Linked DNA regions of Mus musculus: all the other regions are linked to region 6. Evidence: chromatin contacts called from public HiChIP or PLAC-seq and promoter capture Hi-C data. All regions are on one chromosome and are shown on one strand. The core of a region is the stretch at or near the end of the contact, and the rest is flanking DNA. Distances in the headings are between cores, read along the strand shown. Region 1 has its middle 7.3 kb from the start of Gm52041. Region 2 overlaps Fars2 (phenylalanine-tRNA synthetase 2 (mitochondrial)). Region 3 overlaps Fars2 (phenylalanine-tRNA synthetase 2 (mitochondrial)). Region 4 holds the start of Riok1 (RIO kinase 1). Region 5 overlaps Fars2 (phenylalanine-tRNA synthetase 2 (mitochondrial)). Region 6 holds the start of Ly86 (lymphocyte antigen 86). Region 7 overlaps Gm46410 (a long non-coding RNA gene).

Region 1 (3,645 bases), core at 381-2,880, 610 kb before region 6:
CCTTGATCATCTTCCCAGTGATACAGAGAGATGTCTGCGGAGAGAGGGCAAAATCCTGGACAGTGTCCAGCTTCTGGAATTGTGGCCGGTAGACCTTCCCAAGCTCCAGAACCTGGAATGTTTAACCTGGCTGCCTGAAATCCTGGATCAGCAGGTCTGAAATGGGATTTCCAACAAGCAACCGAGGGACTTGTCTTACAATGTCTGGATGAGGGTGTGGAAGGCAGAGACACATTTCTTTCTTTCTTTCTTTCTTTCTTTCTTTAAACATTCTCTGCCCCCACCCCCACCCCTGCTCCCTTGGGCCCATTGGTCTTTTAAATGTGTTTCTCATTATGGATGGTTGTGAGCCACCCTGTGGTTGCTGGGATTTGAACTCATGACCTTCGGAAGAGCAGTCAGTGCTCTTAACCACTGAGCCATCTCACCAGCTCCAAAGACACACTTCTGATGTTCCATCTTGACATAGCAGGTGTGAGCCATCACTGCAGAGCTTTAAAAAAAAACATCTGTCGAATGGCACTTGTGATGCATCAGGAGAATGGGGGCCTCACCAGCCACCTGGGGTAGGAGGGCACACCACACCACATCTGCCTCCAGAGTTGACCGGAGCCATGTGTCCTCGTTTTATGCAGTCACTGTCCTTTTGGTGGGCACACATCCTCCAGTCATAGACACCTGACCCCGTGCACGTGCTGGGCTGTGTGTGCGATAGGCAGTTTCACCCTCACAAGGCAGATCCTGTCACTTTCCTCCACCCCTGCTCTGACAGGAAAGGGTTTTATTCCTCCTCAGCTCACTGGACTGGCAACCTAAGACTTGCACTCTGCAGGGTGAGCAAACTGGATGGAAAGTAAGATAACTGCCTTTGGGTTTCGCTGCTTCTTTCTTTGTTTGGTTTTGCTTTTTTTTGAGACAGGGTCTCTATATACAGCACTAACTGTTCTGGAATTCTCTACGTAGACCAGGCTGGTCCTGAACTCACAGAGAGCTGCTACCTCTCTCTGCCTAGCCAGTAGTACAATTAGAGCCACGGAAGCAATATCCGGGGCTGCATTCAGTTTTCATTGCTTGTTTTATCCCCCTTCCCATTTCCCTGACGCCCCTAACTTTTTCATGCATAGTAGGACTACCATTTATGTGAGAGAGTTGTGTGGTGTCTTTGTGGGAAGGCGGGGCTAATGAGCAGCTATACATTCCCCACCCCACTCATCTGAGAGCCTGGGGTCCAGCCCTCACCATGTTGTCAATTCCTGTGAGAGGCAGGCAGGACTCAGGACAGCCCACAGTCAAAGCCAGGCAGGTCACTTCCCTATTTGGCTCCAGCTTCCTTCCCCTGAAAGAAGCGACTGCTGTGTTCCTTATTTAGGACACTGACTTTGGCAGCTTTGGCTTGGAGAGCACTGGTTTGTTGTTGTTAACGAGCAACCTTCAATTATAGGTTTAAAATAAACCCAGCGGTTCTCCCTGCTCACCCCTCCCTCCCCCGCCTCCTTGGGAGCGGGCAGGCAGCCGCTGGGCGTGGCAAACGTCAGGAACCCTAGAGCGGATGGACAGAGAATGTCCCCCATAGGCGCTGGCATTTGAACACTTGGCAGTTTGGGGAGGTTTAGGAGGTAGGACTTCGCTGGAGGAAGTATGTCATTGGGGGCAGGCTTCCCTGCTTCAAGCTTGTGGTTCAGGATGCGAGCTCTCAGCTGCTAAGCCTGCTGAGTGCTTCCACCTTTCTGCCACGATGAACTCCGCATCCTTCTGGAATCGTTAGCCCAAATCAACTTTTCTTTTTCACCCACGAGTTTACCTTGGTCATGGTGTTTTATCAGAGCCGCAGACAAGTAACGAATGCAAGCCTGGAACAAGCACGATGAAGCTATTGCCTACTAGGTCTGCCAGCAACTGAGGCACGAGTGCAGCTCAGAGCGTCACTCTTGAGTCTTTGTCCCTCCCGATTTTATACTCCTCCACCCCAAAGGCTGACATCATCTGGCTCTGGAGTTCCTCCCCACAGCTTCTGAGGTAAAGACTCAGTTCCTTGCACATTATGCTACTGGAAGATAGAGGGATTTATTTTTAAGGGGCAGGGCCAGTAGGAGGAAGTGAGATTGTTGGACTGTGCCCTTCAAGAGGCCCTAGGGAGGCTGGTTCTGCCTTCTATCTCGTTGCTTCCTGGTTGCTGTGAGATAAGCAGCTTCCACGGTTACAGTTGGCAGTGAGACTACTGACCGTGGCTGGAAGCCTCCGAAGCTATAAACGGAAGCAAACGCCACTTGTTTTTGTTGAGAGAGCTTCTTATTTTGTTAGTTTGTTTGTTTGTTTTTTGAGACAGGGTTTCTCTGTGTAGCCCTGGCTGTCCTGGAACTCACGCTGTAGACCAGGCTGGCCTCGAACTCAGAGATCTGCCTGCTTCTGCCGCCCGAGTGCTAGGATTAAAGGCTTGTGCCACCACGCCCAGCTTGAGAGAGCTTCTTGCTATGCAGTAAGCCCAGGCTGGCCTTGAATTTGAGACCTTCCCACCTCAGCCTCCCAGACACTGGGATTACAGGCCTACTATATCATTCCTAGCTAGTCCCCCTCTGTCTACCTTCCCTCCTCTCCCCCTCCCCCTCCCCCTTCCTAAAGATTTTTGCCTTGTTTTAGATGTATTTACTTTATTTTGTTTGTCAGAGTTTTTGTCTGCATGTATGTCTGTACAACACGTGCATGCCTGGTGCCCACGGAGTTTAGAAGAGGGCACCAGATCCCCTGGAACTAGAGTTACAGATGGTTGTGAGCCACCATGCGGGTGCTGGGAATGGAACCTGATCCATTGCAAGCACAACAGCTGCTCCCAACTGCTGAGCCGTCTCTCCAGCCCCTTTCGTCTTTGTAAGTTGGTTATAAAGTCTTATAACTTATAACTTTATAAAACTGGGTATTTTGTTACAGTAATGGGAAACTAGCTAACACAGATGGAGTCTATTAAGAGCTCTATTCAGCTGGCTGCTGGATTCATATCTGAACCAAACTTGAGGCTCTAGGCCTGAGCCTCACTAATTTTAATATACTTATGAATCCCCCGGGGTTTTGTTAAGATAGGGCTATTGAATCAGCACATCTGGGCAAGCCTGACTTTCTCATTCTAACCAGCTCATAAGGAATATGGCCACTATCAGTCCTCAGTCACACCCTGGGGAATCAGCCAGGACAAGGCTTTGTCCTGGGTGTTGATCTACACAGGGCAGCTCTCCCATGGATGAGGCTCTGATGCAGGACTGGTGGTGTGGATGAGGGTAAGACCGTATCTCTCTCCCAACTTCCAGAGTGAGATTATGTGATAAGCATCAAGTCCAGAGAAGAGTTTTGGGCATGTTGGAGCTTTGAACTAGAAGGTGCCAGGATCGCAGATCTCCGAGAAAGGTAGAGGAGCCTTGAGTTGGAAGGCAGGGCAGGCGTCTCCTGTAAGGTCCTCCTCCTGCTCTCCTCCAATATCTGTGGAGTGAATGTACAGCCTGGAAGTCCTGCCCACTCCCTTCAGGGTTACCACAGCAATGTCAACAAGAGCTGTGGATATTCTCCCTCTCTCTATATATATAAACACACACACACACACACACTTATAATCCACAGGACGATCCCAGGAGGCAGATACTACTCTTGCCTTCTTAG
Region 2 (3,412 bases), core at 670-3,169, 950 kb after region 6:
GGATTATTTGCCAAGAGAGTGAGTTTTTCTACACTGAGGCCACTTGGTGAATTTTCTTCCTTATCTGGTCACTCTTGCACGTACGTCTTCAAGTACAGCCCTTTGCCTCATTGTGATGTGGCCAGATGATACCATTCTGCTGGGACACCAGACACCAGAACCATAAGCCAGATACGTTTGTTTTCATTACAGGGCAACCAATCTCAGGTATTCTGTTTCAGCAACCTCAAAATGGTCAGGCCTGGTTTACCTTCTCATTCCTATCATTTTACTTTCTTCTCATTTAATGTCATCCCAGGTCCTACAGAGTTCCATATTCTGACAGACCCCGGGAAGTATTCTATGGGTGCTAACTACTGAAAGCGACGTAAGCATGCCTGAATACATTCAGAGGTGGTCTGCTGACTATAGAGTCCTTGGAGAAAAATGAACAAAAGAATCACCAACTGAAGGGTTGAAGCACAGCTTCCAATAGCTTTTTCAAAGCTCAAATAAAGAAGGCCCTTGCCTTCGGGGCCTCCTTGGATCTGACTTGCCTCCTCACCCTACCTATCCTTTATCGCCACATGGCCTAGGAGCCTTGGGGGTCAGATCCCGCCACATCGTATGTGAGCATTCTTCCTGACCCCCATTTTTTCTATGCAGAGGTTCATCGCCACAGTGAACATCTCTCCTGACTATGTTGGCAGTTTTTGTCTCTACCACAGCTGAAGAGAAATAGCCAGAAAAGGTAGGTTCAGCTGAATTAGTTACTTTTAAAAAACATTTACTAATTTAGGAATTCTAGAATAGTCTACTATCACCTCAAAAATCAATGGGTAGAAAGGTAACTGGGACAAAAACTCAACCTGAGCTCTCAAATCTTTAAAGCAATACGAACACCTTAGCTGCTCTAGGCAAGGGCAGAAGGTCGCAGGATGAAAGGTCGCAGGATGAAAGGTCGCAGGATGAAAAGGTCGCAGGATGAAAGGGGGTGAGGTGGGAAGAACAGACACATGGAGGTGACAGGCTGGGGGACCCGTTAGCTTTCACTGGCATCCACTGCACATAATGCTGTGGGATTTAAATATTACATATTTTCTAAACAGCAAATATTACATAGAAGAGACAATTATAGGACAAATATTAATACTTAGTCACAAACTTGGGGTATAATAAAATGGTCACAGAAATTTAACTGCAGTCTATACAGCTGTGTTTTCCTTCAAATCACCATTTCTTTACATAAAGTTCTGCTTTTTAATATTGGAGTTTATATTAATAAACAAGGGCTTCAATTGTCTTACTTTAGGAACAAATATAAACTATTTTTGCCTTTGGTACCATGTCCAAATACTTCTAACACAATGTACAGCAAATTTCACAGAGGGTCATAGGTCAAAGTAAGATAAAGTCCCTCGGGGTTCTGTGGTGGCCGCCCACCCCTGAGCCCAGGCTGTATCCACAGAAGCACTGGTACCTCCTCAGCCGCCATGCGCCTTGCCTGTGCTACTTGCTCTGACCACTCAGACCTCACTCCCACTGTCCAAGACCCCACAGACCAAAGTGAAGGGGAACAGAACAAACCGCTCAGCACGACATGTCCTTAAGTGCCAGATGTGTTCACGCCCCAGGGGCACAGGCCAGTTTGGCCATCACTGTGAAGCTCAATTGGTATTTATATTTTCTTGTCTGATTTTGAGGGACAACTAAACCTTCTATACAGGAAATGAAGTCACCTTAAGGTAAACTTATTCAGAGGACAAACCCTGGAACATGGTCAAAAGAATCTGGCCCACACGGCAGATCAACAGTCAAATCTGACTGTGAGAAAAATAGCCAATCAGTTTTTTCAAAAGAACCCTCACCACATGGTACATTGCTCTCAGGTCACGTCTAGGTCCCTGACCTAACACAAAATGCCCTCTGTACCATGGCTTCTTCACTAGGAAAGGTAGGAGTTCACAGGCTGATGTCTAATGAAAACTGTTCCCGAGAGTGTCGAGAGGGTACCTTGAGAGACCCAGTCATGGTCAAGTGTATCTGAGAAGCACTGGGTTAAGCAAGTCAGGCAGCTAGACAAGTCAAACAAGTAAGCCAGATGACAATGATTACTGGAGCCTGTCCTTTCTAAATGGTAAATTGAAAAGGCCAAGTGGAAACCAAACCTAAGGTCCCTCTAGTTACCTCAGCCCTGCCATTCTGTCAGAGGCCAGAAAAAAACCACCAGCAAGGGCATTTTGTGGCTTCCAGAGTGGTCAGCTAACTTGTACTAAATCCTATACCTGCTTCTCCAAGGGCCCCGAGTAAGTGTCATGGTGGTCTATAAATGTTACCCATTAAAGGTCAGGACATGGCTTTTCAGAGTTTTCTCAAGTTCTCAGAGGCTCCCAGTAAGCCAGATCATCCACTCAGAGGTGCCGTGCCAGACACACTCGTGACTAATTTCCCTCTTCAAAATATTCAAAATGAGTAACATGCACGCAGGATCAACCCTGAGGCCACATGTGCTGATTTCTTTTCTCTCAGACTTGCCATATATGCTGGTTACCTCCACAGGATTCAACTCTCACTTGCCATCCTCACCGTGCGCTGTGGCAGATGGTGTGATCCAGATTCTGGGGATGGGGAAAGGGAAGAGCGGAAGGCACTGTGCTCAAGGGTGCATGGTAAGAGTGAGAGAGAGGGGGAATCCACACATTCATACCTCACAGCATGCCCACAGTGTGCCCTTCTTCCTGAAGCCCTCCCCAAGTCTGCTGATACCACCATGGTTGTGCCGTTTCTTTTGTCTCTCAGGCTCCCTCTGGCTCTCTTGATGCAGTAAACTCCTTCATCAAATCATTATGAAAATTAAATGAGATGAAATACAGTCAGATGTTTCTATGCTTCTGATGAGAGTCACATCCAGATAAAGCCATTGCAAATGGAATATACCAAAGGCAAAAAAGGTGATTAATAAATGCCTTTTTGAACACCCAAGCACAGTAGCCGTGCATGTGCAAAGCACCAACTGTTTTCCCTTGTGACTGAGAAGCGGGCCATGAGGATGAGTCTTTTTTCAGATGAGGCAGAGGATTAGACCATATATGGGGTACCTAGGGTAAAGACACAAACTCCTGAGTCAAAGCAAGGTTCCTGTTGAATGCTATCATGGGATATCTACCAATCTGCAGTCTATAGTAAAAGCACCATGTCTTCTGCACAGAGTTCAGTCAGTGCGGCCACTGGCAGCAGCTGAACTCATACTGTAGGTTTCCTAATTCCTGCAGAACTGTGCTCTACCAAGCTAGCTACCGGGTTCCATAGGCAGTTCTGAGAAAGCCTTCCTCCGCCATGCTGATGAGATGCATTAATGTTAGCCTCTTCTTTGGCTACCTCATCTTTACGGAGGAGTATCCTGCATCTGCAGTCCCCATGATTCCTCCCTTTC
Region 3 (3,404 bases), core at 190-2,689, 860 kb after region 6:
ATGCAGGGCCACATACTAAAGGCATTTTCTCTGACATCGGTCTCCTTTCTGAAGCTTCTTGTTTTTGAAAACATCTCCAGTTTACGTCTGGGAAAACCTATTCTTTGCTTGGCCCCCTTCTTCATGAGTGAGTCCTGCAGTTTTAACAATAGCTTACAAATGTAAAGGAGACCCCCTTCTCCACTCATGCAGATGAACATCTCAGGATTATCATGAATGTTTGCAGCTACTTTTTTTTTTTAATCCTTGTCTTTTTCTTAAGTGTCTATATCAAGACAACAATTTTAAAGCTAGTTTTTATAAAAACATAAAGTATGGCTTTACTGTTAATCACTGGCCTTAAAGTATTTTTTTTCTTTCTGCATTATGAATAGATGGTAAACACACACACACGCACGTGTGCGTGCACACACACACACACACACACACACACAGTGACAGTATCATTTAAACATTCCTTCTCTGAGGAGCAGGACATGCCAATTTTTAAAAGCAAGTCTCAAGCTCCTTTCAGGAAGAGACACTGTGATTGTAGCAATTTCTGTACAAAATAGAGAGTCTACACAGTATAATTCTACAAGGAAGCACACTTCCAGAGAAGCAAACACTGAGATTTACAAGATTATATGTGAGCAGCTTTCAGAAAGTCGACTTAGAGTTACCTTGTCTGATGGAAATGTGTCCTCTCTGTTATTGAGCCATACATGATGAACTACTGGCAACCACAGACCTTGGCGGCTACATCATCAGAACTTCTGGTAGATTCCACATAAAGGGTAGCTTTGTGCTGAAGCCTAAGAGAATGTATGGAGAATGCACTCACATGGTCTTGCCTGGGATTTGCAGAACAGGGTCCCTGTTTCCAAATGCTAGGTTAGCATCTTGGTCTTTAAGGCACAGGGAGCTTTGTCCTCCAAGAAGTCTAACAGAGTCAGTAGTGAAGGGTGTGAGATGGGAACAGATCTCAGACGTTAAGAGGCAAACATTGATTCGCTTTACAGAGGTTGTACGCACCAGGAACATACCTATGAAGACTAGTGAGACAGGCAGTGGTTCAGGAAAAGCAAAGACTCAGCAATATCAAGAAGAGTCTACAATGTGATCTGTTTTAAAAACACAGTCGCCTGAATTTAATAAACAGAATTTAATAAAAATCTTTATTTTAGATTCAAAACAATGAACAACCACCTTAGGTAGAGAGTCGGATTCCTCAGGCTGAAGTTGAATAGATTCCACTTCCTGGTAGGTATGAAGCCCACACATTTTCTGGTTTAATTAGATTAAAAAAGTTTTGGTTAAAAAGAAAAAAAAATGCAACTTGAATTCTGAATCGCAGCCTTGGATTTGATGTTCCAAATGTCACTGTGTAAATTAGTAGGTTCTGGTCCCTCTCACCTGGATTAATATTTACAGGACACTGGCAAAACATCCAGAGAACTAAACAAGTTCCAGGAAAAGGCTGCCAAGTTAGTGGGCAGGTACAGGAAGGAGAACCCCAGCCTCATTCAGCAGCCTGCACTTAGTGAACCCCGCCACAGGCCAGACTGGGCAGTAGGTGATGGGGTCCACCAGATCTGATGCTGGCTCTCAAAAGTTCTCAGTCTGCCATAGACAAGCTGAGTAAAATTATTGTATGATTAGTATAAAAAGGAAAATATTCCTTTAATTATCAATACCTCACCTTCCTTGCAATTCAAGGAAAACAGCAGCATGGTTGAAAGATCACAGCTGCATTCTCAGAGGGTGAGACTGATTAGGAAAGCGAGCTTCGCTCTCAAACAGCAGGTCTAGGCAATGCTTCTGATGACTGCAAAAATTGTTAATGCAAAAAGATGGTGGAAGGATGTGGTGGCTAGTTTTGGTTGTAAAACAGGCTACACAGAGGCTTGCATGCCTAGAGAATTGGCCAGGTGCAATTATCTTTTGGGGTATCTCTTTGAGAGTTTACAGACGGGACTAGCATGCAGGCCAGGGATGAACTGGGAAGACCACCGCCAATGTACATCACACTATCTACACAATGTAGATCACACTATCTACACAATGTAGATCACACTATCTACACAATGTAGATCACACTATCTACACAATGTAGATCACACTATCTACACAATGTAGATCACACTATCTACTGTTGACTAGGAACTTGCAGAGAGCTACCTGGAAGGTGGGCCACTGGGAAGGTTTGTCAGAGATTATCTAGATTACTTTGATTGAGGTGGGATGGCTCACTCCGAGTGGCTCTATTCCCTAGGCTGAGAACCTTGGATCAAGTAAGGGTGGAGAAAGCTAGTTAGTACTAGCATATTCTGCTCTGTGCTTCTGACTGTGGACATCAAGGAAGAGGCTATTGATCCCTTCTCTTTCCCAACATCAAGGGCTGTAATATGGAATCATGAACTACACAAACTCTTTCTCCCTTAAGTTGCTTTGGTCAGAGTATTGTATCATAGCAACAGGGGAAGAAACAAAGATGTCATTTAATAGGCTGGGATTTTTGTTGGACCAAAAAGCTCATGATAGACACTTTCTCTTGCTCGTGCTTCTCCCCTTTGAGTGGGACAATGAGAAAAAGGAGAAACATCTTTCTGTTTCTCCGGGACATCATGTTCCAGGTTCCTTAGCCTGGGAACTTAGATGTGCATCATGGGCTCCTCAGGGTTTCTATTAATTACTTTTCTGCTGCTGTGATAAAACACTATGACCAAAGGCAACTTATGGAAGCAATATTTTATTTTGGCTTAATTTTCAGAGGAATAAGAATCCATCAGAGTGACTAATGATGGCATCAAGTGGCAGGCACTGCAGCTGGAGCAGAAAGCTCAGATCCTCAACTTCAGACACAAATCAAATAGAGTGAATTGGAAGTAGGGTAAGCTTTCTAACCTCAAAGTCTGCCGTAGTGATGTATTCCTCCAGCAAGGCTGGAGCATTTAAATCTTCCCAAATAGCCCTACCAATGGAAACCAAATACTCAAATATCCAAGTCCATGGGAGACTGTCTTCTTCAAACCAACCCAGGGGTCTTCAGTCTTCTTCCTTGGGCTGGGGCTGAGTTAATGGTTCTCTTCTGGAACTGCCACCTTCCTGGATTAAGCAGTTAGTACTTTCCCTGGCCCCCTAGCCTGCAGATGGCCACAGCAGGATTAACCAGGGGCTCATCCTCTGGGCCAGTCTAACAAATTCCATCTTGTATACATGGTGATGGTTTTGCTTCTCTGGAGATGAATACATAGGAATTTTATAATACATATCTTATATATCTCACCTAATTGACTAATCCTAAAGTCACAACAACAGACATAGTGATGTATACCTTTGCCAATAAAAGTCTTGTCAAACATACAAAGTAACTTAAATCTGATCAAGCCTCTAGACTCAGCCAGTTGCTTGAAGGAAATCAG
Region 4 (3,646 bases), core at 270-2,769, 690 kb before region 6:
CTCTATTTACCATATGTTATTGATCACTCATTTTTTTCCTTTGTACTATTCACCAATTTTAATTCAAATAATTTACCTCGTGTGAATATCTATCTCCCCTAGCAGAGGCCAACCCCTGTGGCAATCAAAACGGTAGTCACCAATATTTCCCTACCACTCGATCTGACACACAGAGTGGTCAATATATATACTTATCACAACCGCTCACAATTGATGAATAAAATCTTCCTGACTATAAGGTACGCAAAACTCTTTGTTGTTTCAAAATGGCTATGTGTAAATTCTCTTTTCTTTTGAACGGGAAGTTTTCCGTCACTGCTTGCTTTTGGACCTCACATCCAATTTCACCACAAAACCTCAACACTGCTACCTCGAAGTCGTTCTACGACAGCAGCTCTAGGAGCCATCCGGTTTGAAGCTGGTTATTTATTTATTTACTGATTCTCTGCTCCACTCCTCTCTACGAACATCTTCTACATGACTCACCAGTTCCTTTAATTCATAAATCAAATGACGGATGCTCTGTCGCTGCAAAAGCCCTCCTCTGGCCTGTAAGACCTGAACAGGATCTTAACTCCTCACAGTCACTTGGAAGGCTCGACCTGGCTGGCCTCCCTTTTTTGCCTCAATTCTCTCCGCTACGCTGTAGGTGCTAGCCTCTTGGTTTGCCCTCCTTTCCAAAAAGACAGTAGTGACTTGATTTGTCTTGTTCATCATACTCGCAGAGGTAAAACTTTTGCTCACTGTGTATGGAAGCCTGTATGAAGAAAAGAAAGGAAAAAAAAAAGGCCCACCTTCCTCAGTGGTCCCCAACTCTTGCTTCTCTGCTAAACGTCCCGGGACCCACTGACAGGTAGGTAGCTTTCACAAGCTGCTCACCCCGAGAAAAATCCAAAGCCGTCAGCTGTCAGCTCCCCGAGCCCAATGTGGAGCTGGCGGAATCGGAGGAGTCCCTGTGTCACCACCGGCCGCCTACCTGTCTGAGGAATCCGCGTCGTCAAATTGCCCGGGGACCACCGAAGCCATCCTGTCCAGACTGCAGTCCATGGCTAGGGGTGTGAGCCTTCGGCGCCCCTGAGGCCGCGATCGGAAGAGCCTGCTTCCCACCTAGAGGATCCAAACGCGTCTCCGCGATTCCCGCCCCTCAAATCCCTCGGCAACCGCCAGGCCCAAGAAGGCAACGACCAGGCGCCACCGGGGTGTCAGGATACAGGGTTTCGGCAAACGCGGCCACCAACAGGCCGGAAGTGCAACGCCGGAAGTATGCCACCAGCAGGGCCTCTCCAAACCCTAGTGCCCTCAGGGAGCATGCGCGTGACGGTGGCCGGGAAAGACCAATCCGCGATGTGAAGTGGGCGTGGTGCGTTGTTTGTAGCGTGGGATGTGTAGCTCTTGTTGCTCCCCAGCCTTTCGTTCTTGCTCCACCATGGCGTTTACGGTCATAGGAAGTCAGCCTGTTTTTTTTTTCCTCCGGCTGCTCCTGAAGACTTGCGTCCTCTGACCTTCTTCCTCTGGACCCAGGTGCGGTCCGGAGGACGTCACACTGGGGCGTTCGAGCGCCCTGCGACGCACCAGTTGGTGCCCTCGGTGGGGACGGTTGGAAGGTGTTCTCCCTCCCGCGGAGCCGGTGTGCCGGGAGGAAACCCGGAATCCTTAGCCTGAGTCACAGAAGCTCGATGGATCATGGAAGTGAGCACACTTTTGCTCTCTAGAAACGTTGGTGCGTTGTTTTGAGATGCAATGATACAAGTGGTTGGTTTTTGTTGTTTTTTTTTTTTTAAGTTGGGAAGTTCAAGGTTTTTTTTTGCGTTTGGCAGGAACTCTTGTGACACCTCTTTCTGCCTTTATTAAATGTTAAAATGTTAAGTATTATCTAGCGCGCGCTTGTGTATGCGTGCTCCGTGAGTGAAGTTCAGAGAATAACTTGAGGGCTTACTCCTTCCACCTTGGGCTCCGGGAACCGAACTCTGGTCGTCCGCGCTTTTTCCTGTTCAGCCATCTCACAAGCCCTCATTATCTTCAAACGGTTTTAACTCAAGCCGAGCGGTGGTGGCACACGCCTTTAATCCCATCCCTTGGGAGGCAGAGGCAGGCGGATCTCTTGAGTTTGAGGCCAACCTGTTGACAGGAGGGGCTACACAGAGAGACCCTGTTTCCTCGAAGAAGAAGAAAAAGAAAAGAAAAAAAAAAACAAACAAACAAACAATGGATTTAGGTAGAATGGCTAACCAAGCCTGGGTGGTGGTGGCTTGGTTCAGCACCTGGTTGGGCCAGTCACAACTACTATAATTCCGGTTCCAGAGGATCCTACACACACATGGCACGGGTATACTAAACAGGCACATACATTTTTTAAAGTGTAGTTGCAAGTCACAGGCCCATGGAAAAGAAACATTTTGCGTTTGGAAAGTGATTTAAGGCACTAACACATCCCTGTCATCGAACAGGTAGTGTTTATTTGCAGGACGGGAAAGGTGAGCCCAAGGTTGAGTCCTCCAGCAGCCCTGCCTAGCTTCCTTAGCCTACTTGGTTTTTTACAGTTTACCAAATGATGACATCGATTTGAAAACGTCTTCAGTAAATAAGTAATCTAACAAAGTCATCCAGGCAGACAGGTACTAAGGATAGACTGAGACAATCTGATAATATGCCACTAGAATGGGGGGTATTTTCAGCCTGTGTTTTAACTGTGTAGACCAGAGTTTCTTAACTAAAGATCATGGCCCCATAATGGGGTGGGGAGAGTCATGATAAATTCTCCACACCCAAAACTTGATTCATAATTTAAACGGTGGGGTGAATCTGACAAATTTCGGGCAATATTCACCCATGATAACTTCACACAGCTTTCACTGTTCTCACCACTATACCAACTCACAGCAGCAAACTGCCTGAAATACCTCTGTTCAGATTTGAAACTTATATGTTCCTGTTAGGGTCCAAGAATAGCTGAAGGAAGACCCCAGACTCAAATAGGATGCACAGGCAAGAAGAGTGTTTACTGAAGAAATTACCAGCATTCAGGGGCCAACCATTTATCAAAACGGCAACCACCTGAGGGGCTCATGGACCCCTTTAATGGAGGGCTAAGAGAATTTTCCAGAAGGATTAGGTAACCTCCAATAGGGGGGCAACGCAGTAACATTAGTACAATTCTGATTGGTTGTTAACCTAGTTTCATTGTAATTGCTGAGACCAAAGAATTTTGGAAACCAGCTCTGTTCTGGCCTTGTTATCTCCTCCAGCTAGGTGGCCTCCAGCAGTTCCAGACTTAGCCTCCCTAAGTCAGGGCCATCTGACTGAAGGCCCATTGTCAGCAACTCCTGGGGAACCCAGTGTGCCTCCCAGGAAATGAAAATTTTATTCCCAAGGCTTTGGACTTCTCATTATGAACTGCAGAGTTTTTTTTACTGTACATTGCAGTTTTCTGGTCTTACAGAAATAATCGTTTCATTACAGAAAGCAGACCTAATGTTTTCCTGGTTCCATTTCTCAGCAGATAAATATTAAAATAGTATATCTTTGGATGGTATTATGTCAGATAAACACATCTAATTAGTATGTAAATTTGCTTTCCTATTTAACAGGTAGTAAAATTATATGTATATCAAAAGAATTTTAAAATAAATTTCTGTATAATTTATTA
Region 5 (3,853 bases), core at 1,256-3,755, 810 kb after region 6:
CCATGTGTTCACCAGAGTCCAGAGCCTCTGCTTTCTGGGTCTTCTTGATGTTTTTGGTTTGTTCTCACAGGGGTGCTCTCTCCTTGCCTCCCACCTTCTGATTTTAAGTCAGACTTGGATGGAGGCAGAAAAAGACAAGTGTCTGTCTTGGCTCTAGGCCCCTTATTTATTCACTATTTCTCCCCCCTCAATTTAATTTATTCAGTTTACATCCCGATTGCTGTCCCTTCATCCTGAGTGTCTCTTCTCCTCTGACACCCACTGAGCCTCTGACTGAGTGGAAGTCCCCCTGGGCATCCCCCCTGCCTCGACCCTGCCATATCAAGTCTCTGCAGGGTTAGGTGCCACTTCTTCCCCCGAGGCCAGACAAGACAGCTGAGTTAGAGGAACATATTCCACAGACAGGCAACAGCTTTAGGGACAGCCTCTGCTCCAGTTGTTTGGGACCCATATAATAACGGAGCTGCTCATCTGCTACATAAGTGAGCAAGGGGAGTGGAGCCTGGGTCTCCTTATTCTCTTTTCCCAGGTATTTTCCCATTTCTTCCCTACTCTGGCTTATCCATTTTACTTTTCTGTCTTTGCCCCTCCCACCTTGAGCTCATATTTGGGAAGTGGGAGTTTCTAGGGCCCTCTGCTATTCCTTGCAGGGCCTGTATTTAGCCAGGCACAGAGCCCCCATCTGCAAGGGATGCAGGAAGGAGTCACCTCCAAGGTGCTCATATTCAAGCAAGGCTAGCATGTCCCTTCCTCTTTAGCATCAGCAGTCCATTTTAGATGAAAGAAAAATGCTTTCCTTCTATCCTTTCTTACTTCCCCACCCTAGCCCAAGTCATGAATTGACTTCAGTAATAAGAAGAACTAGGTCTGTTTAGCCCCAGAGATTGGTTTGCCTTGCAAACCATGGGCTGATGGAGCTGTGGCAAATTGCCAAACATGTAAGGACTAGGACTCCCTGAAGGGAGGGTACTTTTGGATTTGGACCAGAGCTCTTTACTGCATCACACCCTTCACGGCAGCCTTTTAGCCCTAGTGCTCCCCAGTCTTTCACTGGACACATAAGTTCACTCTGACTGACATCTTCACTAGGCAGACTGTCCCCAAGATACAGCTGTGAGCTCAGAAGGCAGAAGGGACTTGTCCAAGTTCGAACAGCAGGACAGTGTTATAGGAGTGGAGTTAGGGCCAGGCAACACGGCAGGGATATGAAATAGTGTGTGTTGCTATGAAAAGGTGCAGTGGGTTTCCAAACCACTAAATGTAGAGTTGCTACATAATCCAATGATTTCTAGGTTTATGTCCCAGAGAATGGAAAGCGGCGGCTGCTCAAACTAAAAGTCAGACAAAAGTTTGCTGCTGAGCCTTGTGATCATGTCTGTACCCTCAGGTAGCTGGCGAGGCTAAGGCAAAAGGTTCACAAGGTCAATGAGCGACTGAACTACAGAGCAAGTTCAAGGCCAGCCCTGGCAACTGCATGAGCCCCTGTGTCAGAACGAAAAGGAAAAAGAGGGCAGGGCCTATAGTTCAGTGGTAGAGTTTACCAATGATGTATGAGGCCACAGGTTCAATTCCTGCCCCACCCCCATAAAGAGGGGCAGTAGGGGACAGAGAGGGAGAGAGAGAGAGAGAGAGAGAGAGAGAGAGAGAGAGAGAGAGAGAGAGAGAGAGATTGATTTTCCTAAAAGCTGTATGTTCAGTCATTACCAACAAATGGATGGATATTAACAGATTTAGTATAGGCAGAGAATGTAATTCCAATGAGTGGAAACTAGGTGAACTTCAAAACCAAAGTAGTAGAAGCTGCATACCACACACTGCATGGTCCCACTGTCTGAAACATCCAGACATCCAGACTAGAGAACTGCCCTATGGCACTGAACTGTATACTTTCAAAATGACTAATTTCATGTTATGTGAATTTCATTTCAATAGGATAGAAATGAAGCATAGAGAGTGTGGTTTCAGAACAGTCTTTCCCACCACACTCAAGAGCTCTGTCAAGCATCCTCCTCCCCTTCACCTCTGAGCTCTTCCTATGACTCGGATCCTGAATCTCACCAAAGGCCCTGGTTACTGGGAGGTAGTGGGGCCTTTAAGATGTAAGCTGTAGCAGGGTGCTTAAGTTTACTGGGGACAGGTTCCTAGAGGGCAGATAAGGGGCACGCAGCTCCTTCTTTCTCTTTTCAAACCCAGCATAGGGTAAATAAGTCTCTCTGATCATATGCTCCCACTCTAACATGCTTCCACAGGCTCAAAACTAACGAGTCAATTGCTCATGGACTGAAGGCTCTAGACTACAGGCCCAAATAAACACTTCCTCATTTCTCAGGCATTTCTCATAGTGACAGAAAGCGAACACATCTAACTTCCTCTAAGCAGCAATATAGTTTTAAAATGACTAAGCAAGACACAGAATAAGCTTGTCTGACTTAGAGAGGACACAGGGATGACCCGGATGACCAGGACACATAGACAAGGAATGCACTGACAGAGGTCTTCCCTACTGGTGCAGTACTGGGTCTGGGCGGCAGGCGGTTGCCATGGCTTTCTGTCCAACCCATAGGGCCCAGCGTTTGGGATGAGTCGAGTCGGCTGTATAATCTGGAGCTTCATAGGCAAATCAAAGTTCACTTTCATGTACTCCACAGTTTCTACTTGTGAGAAAAATAAACAAGATTATCTATTGTTCAGTTAAGGAGGTCAAATCCCTTTGCTGACAAGGTGGAAAAGAATGAAAAAAAAAAAAAAACCAATTTCCATTGCCTTGTAATACTGGCTGATTGTACAATGTGTGGTTGCTGGCTAGAACTTGGCATTTTGCCTTTTTTTTTTTTAAAAAAAACAGAGATTTTAATAAGTACCTTACAGTGTTTTCAACCGGGACTATTCGTTTATAGACTTCGTTAGTCAGTCATTCAACAAAAAGCATCTTGCAGGCACTGAGCTTGACAGAAAGGAGCACAGAGAATCTGTCATCCAGCAGTGGGCCAGTTGGCAGTAAGAGGGCTGGCAGCCACTTGGCGGTAAAGCCAGCTGTGCCACTCTGCAGGCGACAGGGATATCTAAGGGTCTCCTCGTCAGCACATGGGAGATACCATGTGCACTGGCATGGTGCTATTCGTCTAGTTACAGAGTTGGACACTGAAGAAACCAAAAAAGAAATCTGGGTCATTCTGCCTGTAGACACTGGACACAGGCAGCCATACGTGACCATCCTTGTCTGCTCCTGAGTGATTCAGGATGGTCTGCTGTGCCAATACCACAACATCTTGTGCTTCTCCCAACCAGCCTGACATCACCCCCACCCCCTTTCAGGGTCCAACTAGGGGAAACAAAACACATGACTTGCTTTCACCTTGGTCCTGTTCCCTGCTCCACTCTGAACGTCAAGGCTTACCCAATTCCACCTCCCACCCAAGTCCGGATGCTCAGGCAGAAACTGAGAACCAGGATGGGCAATCCCATGTGAACTATGGGGAGAGGAGGCAGGCCAGCGGGACAAGCCAGCAGAGGGGGATTCTGTTTTAGTGCCTCCTCCTCCGAGACTCCTAACTTTAGACCAAAGAGAAAGCTGCGTGGGATTGAGAACAGTCAAGTCTGGATCAGTGAAAGGACTGTCAAGCTTATGCCTAAAAGGGTTTAGCAATCCCCTTCAGGGTATGCATCCAAAGGAGGTTTTAACAGGTGTTGAGAGGACCTGGACCCCATGCTTATTGGCACAGTATTCATAAAGCCAAGATATGAGATTACCACAAGCATCCGGCAGGGGGTGAATGGAAGAAGAAATCAAGAACACTTACTCAATGGAATACTACTCAGTCTTTAAAAAGGTGCGATGGTGTCATCGCAGCAG
Region 6 (3,710 bases), core at 531-3,030:
AGTTAACATTTGACAATCCAAACCTTGCTCTCTTCAAATCACTGTGTCTCCTGGTAACTGATGCCTGCCTTTGAGACATCCCTCCCACAAAGCAGTTATCCTTTGGTTTCCTTGGCTGATTCTCCCACTCACCCTGGATGAAAACTTCATCTCCCCTGTTCCTTTATTCCAAGTGCCCAGGGCTTATTTCTGAGATTTAATTACTCTGCAGAGAAGTACCATCTACAAATAGATGCAGCACTGCAGACAGTGTGGCAGCACATTATGTCCCCGTTCTTTCCCTGACAGACCCAGGTGAGTGAAAGGACACATGAGACTCAGTTACAATCTGAGGGAGAATCTTAGACATGGAATAGCCAGTCACATGAGGCTTAATGTCTCGGAAAATCAAATCCCAAGTAGTCCACGTGACCCAATCCGGCTGTCATCCTACTCCTGAAGTGAGCAAGTCCCCAGACGTCTAGGCTCCCATTTGTCCCAAGAACAGCAAGCATCATGAGGTCAGCACTTTCTCCACCCAGCGCGTCCTTTTCTTTTTCTTATTTTTAATTTTTAAAATGCACTTCAAGGTTCCTTTTAAAAGGAAATTTAAAAGAATCCATTGAATTACCCCAGAAACCAAAGTTGGGTGGCAGAATCCGGGCTCAGCTAGTTTGCTTTCATTTATTCTCAGCGAGCGGTGGGACCAACACAGAGGCTCAGAGTCTCCTTTGCATACTCTTCAGCTCATCTGTCCCGTTTCCCTACAGATTTCCAGGTTTCATAAATGTCTGCCTTTCCACAAGCCATTTGTTCTACTGCCCATTGGAAATCGATCCCAAGGCTCATTTTTCCTCGCTGTGTCATAGCGTCACAGAAGGAAAAAGTGAGGTGAGGTACCACATTCAGACTTTAGAACTAACCCACTCCTAAGTTCTGGTTCGTGGTGCCAACAGCGGGGCTCTCCCAGCCCAACGCGTCTCAGTATATGCCACCTCTCAAACAGTTGCACTGAGGTTAAGTTTCTAATACATGCTCCAGGACACAGGCCAACCACAGCACTCCCCTTCGCTGTCCTTGCCCCTGGGGAAACCCTGGCATTGGATGCTACTTCTGACGTGCTTGCTGCTTTAATGGGTGGCACAGTGCGGCATGACAAGAACTCTAGAGGGAGCGGCTGAAGGACAGAGTCTCTGACAAAAGTGACTTGATGCTCACCCAGTTTGCAAAATGGCTGAGGTGAAAAGCCAGCGTAGGCGCAGGATTTGGGAAGAAAAGCTTACTGATCACTTGTTCTTGGGGGAGAGGGCAGGGCTGAGCTCTTAGACTTCGTTCCATATCTAGACTGTTCATTTCTCTCTTTCTGTGGTCTTCGTTATTTTCAGAAGGCTCTTCCACTGTCCCTGGCCTTTCCCTCCTCACGGCTGCCAAGACAAAAGCTCACCGTAGCAGCAAAAAGCACGGAGAGGCTGATAACCTCATCCCTCGCCCATACTCACCCAGTGTTCGTATTGCCCACGTGTAGCTTTAATTTCCCCATAAGCACAAGCAGCCATTTCATAAGACCTTACCACAGCTCTGGTAGACTACTTCCAAGCCCCCACTGTTGCAGGCCGTGTGCTTGGGCCAACCATTTTCGCTGCCATGGTCACTGCTGCTCGGAGAAGTCAGAATCCACACAAGGAGGGCAGCTGCGACACCATTCATGGCGAGGGGGTTGTGTGTGCCCAATGGTAAGCCAGCCCAATAAAAAGACCTCCGAAGCTCGTCCTCCCCCTGAAGGAGTAGTATGTTCAGTTTCACTTCTCGAATACTAGTCTCTGGGAAATATACTGTGAGAAGACAAAGACAGACAGCGGGGAGGGGCATTTGAATACTGTTCCAGGGGGCTTTCACATACTTGAAATAGCAAGTGTGTGTGTGCGCGCGCGCGCGCATATCTCTGAACATGCGCATGCGCATATGGGCAGGTATGGGCTAGGTTGAAAGGTGACTTCTCGCTTTCACAGGAAGAGGTCCTGCAGGACTCTTCAGAACAGCCCCTTTTAGAATCTTTGTCCCCCACTGGAGCTGTAAACTCAGGAAAAATGAGCTTCAGGCCACCATGTGTTTTCTATCAGCGTACACCCCACTGATGTGAGTCTCAGAGCTGGCTAACGCCAGCAGGCACATGTGACATTTTGAGGGTGGTATACTAGAACTTAGGATCTGGAACCGGGTTTTTGGATTTGTTCTTGTCTGGCTTTGGCCCTGGGGTTGGGCCAGCGGAACAGGAGCTTGTCCTAGGAGCCCACACAGAGCTGGGTGGTGCATTCCCTCTGAGAAGTAAGCCATCTTCCATTTCTGGGCCAACAGCACCAGGAGGAAGGATTACCCTTTTAACATTTTTATTTTATTTATTTTTTTAGTGTATATCTGTGTTGTCTTTCTGTGTGTTTGCGTGTGTATGATCATGTGGAAGTCAGAAGGTAACTTTTGGGAGTCAATTCTCTCCTTTCTCTGTGGGTTCTGCGAGTGGCACTCAAGTCACCAGGTTTGTGAGGTAAGTGCTTTTACCCATGGAGACAGTTCATGGGCCCATGGCCTCCCTGAAAGGCTAGTTCAACTAGGAGAGGTGACTGACACCGCTTCTCACACAAAGATGCTGCCCTCCATGGACTCTTGCCGCTCTGCCTCAGCTTTCTTAATCCTAACCCCACTCTATGCAGTTCATCAAACTCACGGCCAAGGCCAGTGATGCTGCAGAGCAACAGGCAACACTCTTTCCCATGGCAGGAAGAGATGAATTATATCCCATTGAGAATGTACAATGTATTTTTAGAAGACTTCTCAATAAAAATATTCTCTCCTTGCATGACAGATGGCATTTTTTTCTATAACATGTAATGCAGCCTCGTAGGAAAAAACGAGCAAGCCACTCCCTCAAGGAGTTATGGGAACTCATTTTGTCAACCAAGAGCCAGGACTTGGGTCTGACGAGTGGTTTTTGGCTCACCTGTTTCAGAAATCAATCCATAATGGTGTCATCTTGAGTTCTGTTATGGTTTGGATATTAACTGTCACCCAGAGTTCCATGTGCTGCTAAGTTTGGTCACCTGCCTGGGGCACCATTGAGATGTGGTGGGACCTTTAATTTAGATCATCTTAAAGAGAATAGTGGAATTCTAACTCTTCGTATCCCTCCTTTTGCTTTGTTTTCGAGCCAACACAAGGAAATCAGGTTTCCTCCATGTGTAGCCCCACCTTAACATGGTCCAATCCAACCCACAGAAAAATGGGGCCACATGTCCATGCTCTGAAACCTCTGATGCTGTGGGGCAACACCAACTTTTCCTCCCTTTGTCTATTTACCTTAGGCACTCTCTCACAGTGACAGAAAGCTAGTATAAGTGCAGTGGTTTGAATACACATAGCCCCGCAGGCTCATGTATTTGAAAGAATAGTCAACATCAAGTGGAATTGTTTGAAAAGATCAGAAAGATTGGAGGTGTGTCCTTTTTGGAGGAAGTGTGTCACTGGGGGTGGGTGGGTTTTGAGGTTTTAAAAGCCCAGCCCCCCACCACCTCCCCCTGTCTCTGCTTACAGATCAGGATGTAGCTCTCAGATACTTCTCCAGCACCTTGCCTGCATACCACTGTGTTTTCTGCCATGATGATAATGGACTAAGCCTCTGAAACTGTAAGCCAGTCTCCAATTAAATGCTTTCTTTTATAAGAATTCTCTTGTTCATG
Region 7 (3,627 bases), core at 284-2,783, 700 kb after region 6:
GTTTTCTTTCAAATGTGGATCATGGATTTATATATAGGAAACTAGAAAGAGGACCATGAAAGGGAGAAAGAGATCGTAGCCAGGGGAAGAGTCAGAGAATGCATGTAAAATGGAAGCAGAAGAGAAGCCACAGAGACTAGGAGGTTTTTCAGTGGGAGGGAGAGAAAGAGGGAATAGAGGAGGAACTACAAGAACATTAAAACGTTGCCACATATAAAATTAAAATGTTAGTGCTAGAAGAAAGGTCTCCATACAAAACTGACAAATGTCTGAGGCAATGGTCATGCTAAATTCTTTAGTATCATTATACAATATATACATGTTGAAACATCACAATATGCTCTATAATATATGAATTTTGTGTCAGTTAAAAGCAACAGCAGGAGTTGGAGAGATAGCTCATCAATTAAAATCATGCACCATTCTTCTGAAGGACTTGAGTTTGATTCCCAGCATCCAAAAGAGTGGTTTACAACATCCTGTAACACAAGCTTAAGGAGATCGGCTGCCCTCTTCCCACCTCTATGAGCTCTTACATGCATATGTTTACACATAAGACATATACATACCCATATACATATAATTAAAAAAATAAAGCCAAACAATAATAGTAACTCTGTCTGTCACCCAAGAACAGAGGTAAGGCAACCACTGATAAGCGTAAGAACACTCTCAAGTCTTGTGCAGGTAAATGCTAAACTGTCAACAGAGCTGCAAGAAATAGCCAAAATTAGAAAGAAAGAAAGGGGGGGAGAAACAAAGAAAGAGAAACAAAGAAAGAAACAAAGAACGAAAGAAACAAATAGAAAAACTAAGAAACAAAGCAAGAAAGGAAGGAAGGAAAGAAGGAAGGAAAAGAAAAACAAGCAAGCAAGCCAGAAGAGCATGTGTGGGGACCATGGGCCATGTCTCCTCAGTGTCTCCTCCCTGACCCCACAGGAACTTCTTATAGAAACAGCTTTCTTCCCTCTTCTCCAGTGTTCCTTTCCTCCTTAATAAGGTGTTCTGTTTCTAACAAGATTAATTTCTTTATCCTTTACATTGAAGAATATATTCTTACCCATAATCTCTCAGTTTGAACAACTTTAACCGTGCTCTTGGAAAGCTCATTAGTTAGAGTCCTATCTATGTTACTACATAGAGTTCCTGAGGGAAGAAGAAAGGCAAAGAAGAAGTTGGGTGGGGGGGGAGATAAAGAAAAAAAAACAGTCCATGGAGCCACCTGTCTGTGGCATTCATTTCCTGTGTGTTTCTGTTCCATTGCAATCCAGTGCTTGATAGAAAAGCAAGAGGACCAGAACAGCTAAATGACTTGGGACAAAGTTGCTTAGATAATAAGGTTTTTGCATACAGAACTTAAGTCTCCAACTTCGATCTACCTGCTGGACTGTTATTTAGCTCTGAGCAATCCCTTGCAGGAAGCTCTCAGGTGCCTTTGAGGTGCGAGAGCAAATTCTCTGTGAGAAGAGATTCCAGAATAAACAAGCAGTAATGGTTAACAGCAGAAGCGGAAACATGACCCTGATGAATGACCCCTGTAAGTAAATTTGTTCTCTTTTCCTCATTTAAGTATATTGGTGGGTTGGACTCTGGTAGGAATAGCTGTGGCGTGATGGATGTTTTGGTGGCAATTATTCGTGAGAAGGCTCCTCTGATAGGTCCATTTTAATGTGACCACCAGGCAGTGGCATTAACAAGGACAGGCCTATTCGTTTCTCTGCCTCACTCGTTAACTTCTCTCAGCTCAGGGGAAACTGCTGTCTAGTGTGGCCCAGATTCCCTTCAGAATAAGCAGGGTCGTCACAACTCTCATTATGGTGCCTCAGGGTAGAGTGTGGGGAAGGACTGACTGAGGACACTGAGAAATTGCACCGCCATCTCTGCTACCAGGAGGGGAGGGGGAGGGAGTGTTACTTTGTGCTGAACATTCTAGAAATTAATGAACAACACATAGTCATAAAAGGCGTCTACGGGGGCCAGTCCCAGGCTATCTGGCCCACTTGGCAAGGGAGTGTTAGGAGTACAGAAACTTGGGGGAAATGGCTGTGGTCCATGAAGCTGCATTGGAGGAGGGATGGGTGGTAACTTGCTCAGGGTGACATGAACAGCAGGGGTAACTGCTGGAACAGACTTTCACACAAGGTCATCAAGACTGAGACTTTTCTGATGTCTCCAAAATACTGTTTTTGTTTGTTTTTTGTTTTGTTTTGTTTTGTAGCACCCTTGGCTCTACCAGACAAAGAGGGTTGACCTGACAAAGTGTGACATATTTAGAGATCCTTTTGCCCATGCTCAATACAGGACCCTTTGGATAGAATTTGGGCTGGAGAGAGCATATAACATAAACCTGAGGCGGGCATCATCTCAAATGTGTCTGATATCTACATCTGCCTCAGGATTTTTTTTTCCTTCTGTGTTTGAAATTGTGTCTTAAACACAAGGTCTTCCTGTCTCCACCTGGAATTACAGACATGTTGTCACCATCCTCCACTTGCCTAGACCTTCTGTTCTTTTTGTATTCCTCTTCTTCCAACAAGTCTAGACATAAACACCAAGATGTTTAAGTTAAGAGAAATTGCTGATACAGTAGTGGGAGTTGGGGGGGGGGGTGGTTGCAGCCAAAAGGATCCCAACCGTTAAGTCGCCAACTTTGATCTATCTACTGGACATTATTTTCCTCTGGGCAATCCCTTACAGGAAGCTTACAGGTTGGAATTTGGAAATACTGTGGTGGGGAATCTCAAGTTAATGGGGTCTAGGGCCATCTGAGGAATCAGGGGGTGCAGGTCTGTGAGAGAAATTCCAGGACTGAAGGGAAAAGTTGACTGCCTGCCTTTGCTTTTGGCTGCTCTGTGTGTTTATCTTTGTTGTTGCTGCTGATGCCACCACCATTGTTTAGATTCTTTGGCCTTTTCATGTAGCTCAGGACCAGCAATTCTCCAGGAACCCTCAGCACCAGAAGAGGACTACTGGAGCATCTAGCTTTGTGGGCTGAGATTCTCATTTCCTTCATTGTCCAAATGGTCACTATTACACTACCTAGCCCTTAGTATATCTCATGATATACATGCATACCATAGATTCTTTTTCTCTAGAGATCCCCTCTACTACAGGTACTGAGGTATAGACCTGAGGTGGGTACTGAAGTGGTTTCTCTTCCTGGGTGTATAATCTGTCTTGGCGTTAGACAGAACCGTTGTGGAATTGTTACCAATAGAAAGTGAACATGCATTTTGTTTAGTCAAGAGTCTGAAACAGGTGGCTCTGAATAGATTATCCTGGGATGGCCTGCCATGTCATCATGGGTCCTTAAACGTAGAAAATGATTCAGAAGAATCCAAGTGTTATCATGGGAAAAAATGCCATCAACGCTGCTGGCTTTGGGTTGAAAGAGACACCAAGAGAAGAGCCAAGAAGTGAAAACGGCCTCTGAAGACTGGGGGAGACCAGAAAACAGATTCTCCTCAAACTTCCAAAAGGAATGTAGTCCTGTGACACTTGTCCCCTTTGGACTCTTGAACTCTGAACGTGTATGTCGATGAGTCTATGCTGATTGAGGTATTGCGTCTATAATAATTTGTTACAGCAGCCGTACTGGGAAATCATGCACTTGGAATTCTAAATAAA

Evidence for each region. Promoter capture Hi-C pulls out the DNA fragments that hold promoters and counts their contacts. HiChIP or PLAC-seq counts read pairs in DNA pulled down with a chosen protein or histone mark.
Region 1: a contact with region 6 is called in an H3K4me3 HiChIP or PLAC-seq map of bone marrow-derived macrophages, with 4 times the contacts expected there. The contact joins the enhancer-like site here to the promoter of Ly86 in region 6. A contact is called at or near these places in 9 of 39 promoter capture datasets (the 3T3-L1 cell line, 3T3-L1-derived adipocytes, the C10 cell line and 5 more), 1 of 15 datasets of contacts at CTCF or cohesin (large pre-B cells), 1 of 484 Hi-C or Micro-C datasets (B cells), 2 of 115 datasets of contacts at active chromatin or transcription factors (bone marrow-derived macrophages and large pre-B cells) and 2 of 9 other capture datasets (liver and macrophages).
Region 2: a promoter capture Hi-C map of liver shows a contact between it and region 6, with 5 times the contacts expected there. The contact joins the enhancer-like site here to the promoter of Ly86 in region 6. A contact is called at or near these places in 8 of 39 promoter capture datasets (the 3T3-L1 cell line, frontonasal cranial neural crest, hematopoietic stem and progenitor cells and 4 more).
Region 3: a promoter capture Hi-C map of liver shows a contact between it and region 6, with 4 times the contacts expected there. The contact joins the enhancer-like site here to the promoter of Ly86 in region 6. A contact is called at or near these places in 8 of 39 promoter capture datasets (the 3T3-L1 cell line, 3T3-L1-derived adipocytes, embryonic stem cells and 5 more) and 1 of 115 datasets of contacts at active chromatin or transcription factors (CD4 single positive thymocytes).
Region 4: a contact with region 6 is called in an H3K4me3 HiChIP or PLAC-seq map of bone marrow-derived macrophages, with 4 times the contacts expected there. The contact joins the promoter of Riok1 here to the promoter of Ly86 in region 6. A contact is called at or near these places in 1 of 39 promoter capture datasets (embryonic stem cells), 2 of 115 datasets of contacts at active chromatin or transcription factors (bone marrow-derived macrophages and large pre-B cells) and 2 of 9 other capture datasets (adipose tissue and liver).
Region 5: a promoter capture Hi-C map of liver shows a contact between it and region 6, with 4 times the contacts expected there. The contact joins the enhancer-like site here to the promoter of Ly86 in region 6. A contact is called at or near these places in 8 of 39 promoter capture datasets (the HPC-7 cell line, embryonic stem cells, frontonasal cranial neural crest and 4 more).
Region 7: a promoter capture Hi-C map of liver shows a contact between it and region 6, with 2.1 times the contacts expected there. The contact joins the enhancer-like site here to the promoter of Ly86 in region 6. A contact is called at or near these places in 11 of 39 promoter capture datasets (the 3T3-L1 cell line, cranial neural crest, embryonic stem cells and 4 more).

The regions. Positions count from the first base shown.
Region 1 is chr13:37,957,181-37,960,825 of GRCm38.p6, reverse strand. No RefSeq gene overlaps it. Among named protein-coding and RNA genes, the nearest start is that of Gm52041, 7.3 kb to the left of the region's middle. Within about 2 kb of position 1,630, at least 83 of the 459 cell types and tissues checked have an H3K27ac peak or open chromatin away from gene starts, as enhancers often do. A contact at or near this core is called in bone marrow-derived macrophages, macrophages and neutrophils, where this site is marked.
Region 2 is chr13:36,391,303-36,394,714 of GRCm38.p6, reverse strand. All of the region lies in intron 5 of Fars2 (phenylalanine-tRNA synthetase 2 (mitochondrial)), which reads right to left. Among named protein-coding and RNA genes, the nearest start is that of Gm40912, 190 kb to the right of the region's middle. Within about 2 kb of position 1,919, at least 6 of the 459 cell types and tissues checked have an H3K27ac peak or open chromatin away from gene starts, as enhancers often do. A contact at or near this core is called in liver, where this site is marked.
Region 3 is chr13:36,482,641-36,486,044 of GRCm38.p6, reverse strand. The region is part of intron 6 of Fars2 (phenylalanine-tRNA synthetase 2 (mitochondrial)); the gene reads right to left. Among named protein-coding and RNA genes, the nearest start is that of Gm46409, 130 kb to the left of the region's middle. Within about 2 kb of position 1,439, at least 2 of the 459 cell types and tissues checked have an H3K27ac peak or open chromatin away from gene starts, as enhancers often do. A contact at or near this core is called in liver, where this site is marked.
Region 4 is chr13:38,034,862-38,038,507 of GRCm38.p6, reverse strand. Riok1 (RIO kinase 1) reads right to left here and starts at 1,519. Exons shown (of 17, transcript NM_024242.3): 1 at 977-1,519. The coding sequence starts at 1,047. Cage1 (cancer antigen 1) reads left to right here and starts at 1,571. Exons shown (of 13, transcript NM_027724.2): 1 at 1,571-1,689.
Region 5 is chr13:36,532,868-36,536,720 of GRCm38.p6, reverse strand. The region is part of intron 6 of Fars2 (phenylalanine-tRNA synthetase 2 (mitochondrial)); the gene reads right to left. Among named protein-coding and RNA genes, the nearest start is that of Gm46409, 78 kb to the left of the region's middle. Within about 2 kb of position 2,505, at least 56 of the 459 cell types and tissues checked have an H3K27ac peak or open chromatin away from gene starts, as enhancers often do. A contact at or near this core is called in the HPC-7 cell line, liver and trophoblast stem cells, where this site is marked.
Region 6 is chr13:37,343,415-37,347,124 of GRCm38.p6, reverse strand. It overlaps Ly86 (lymphocyte antigen 86), which reads right to left and starts at 1,780. Exons shown (of 5, transcript NM_010745.2): 1 at 1,551-1,780. The coding sequence starts at 1,686.
Region 7 is chr13:36,646,442-36,650,068 of GRCm38.p6, reverse strand. The region is part of intron 1 of Gm46410 (a long non-coding RNA gene); the gene reads right to left. Among named protein-coding and RNA genes, the nearest start is that of Gm46410, 3.1 kb to the right of the region's middle. Within about 2 kb of position 1,533, at least 2 of the 459 cell types and tissues checked have an H3K27ac peak or open chromatin away from gene starts, as enhancers often do. A contact at or near this core is called in liver, where this site is marked.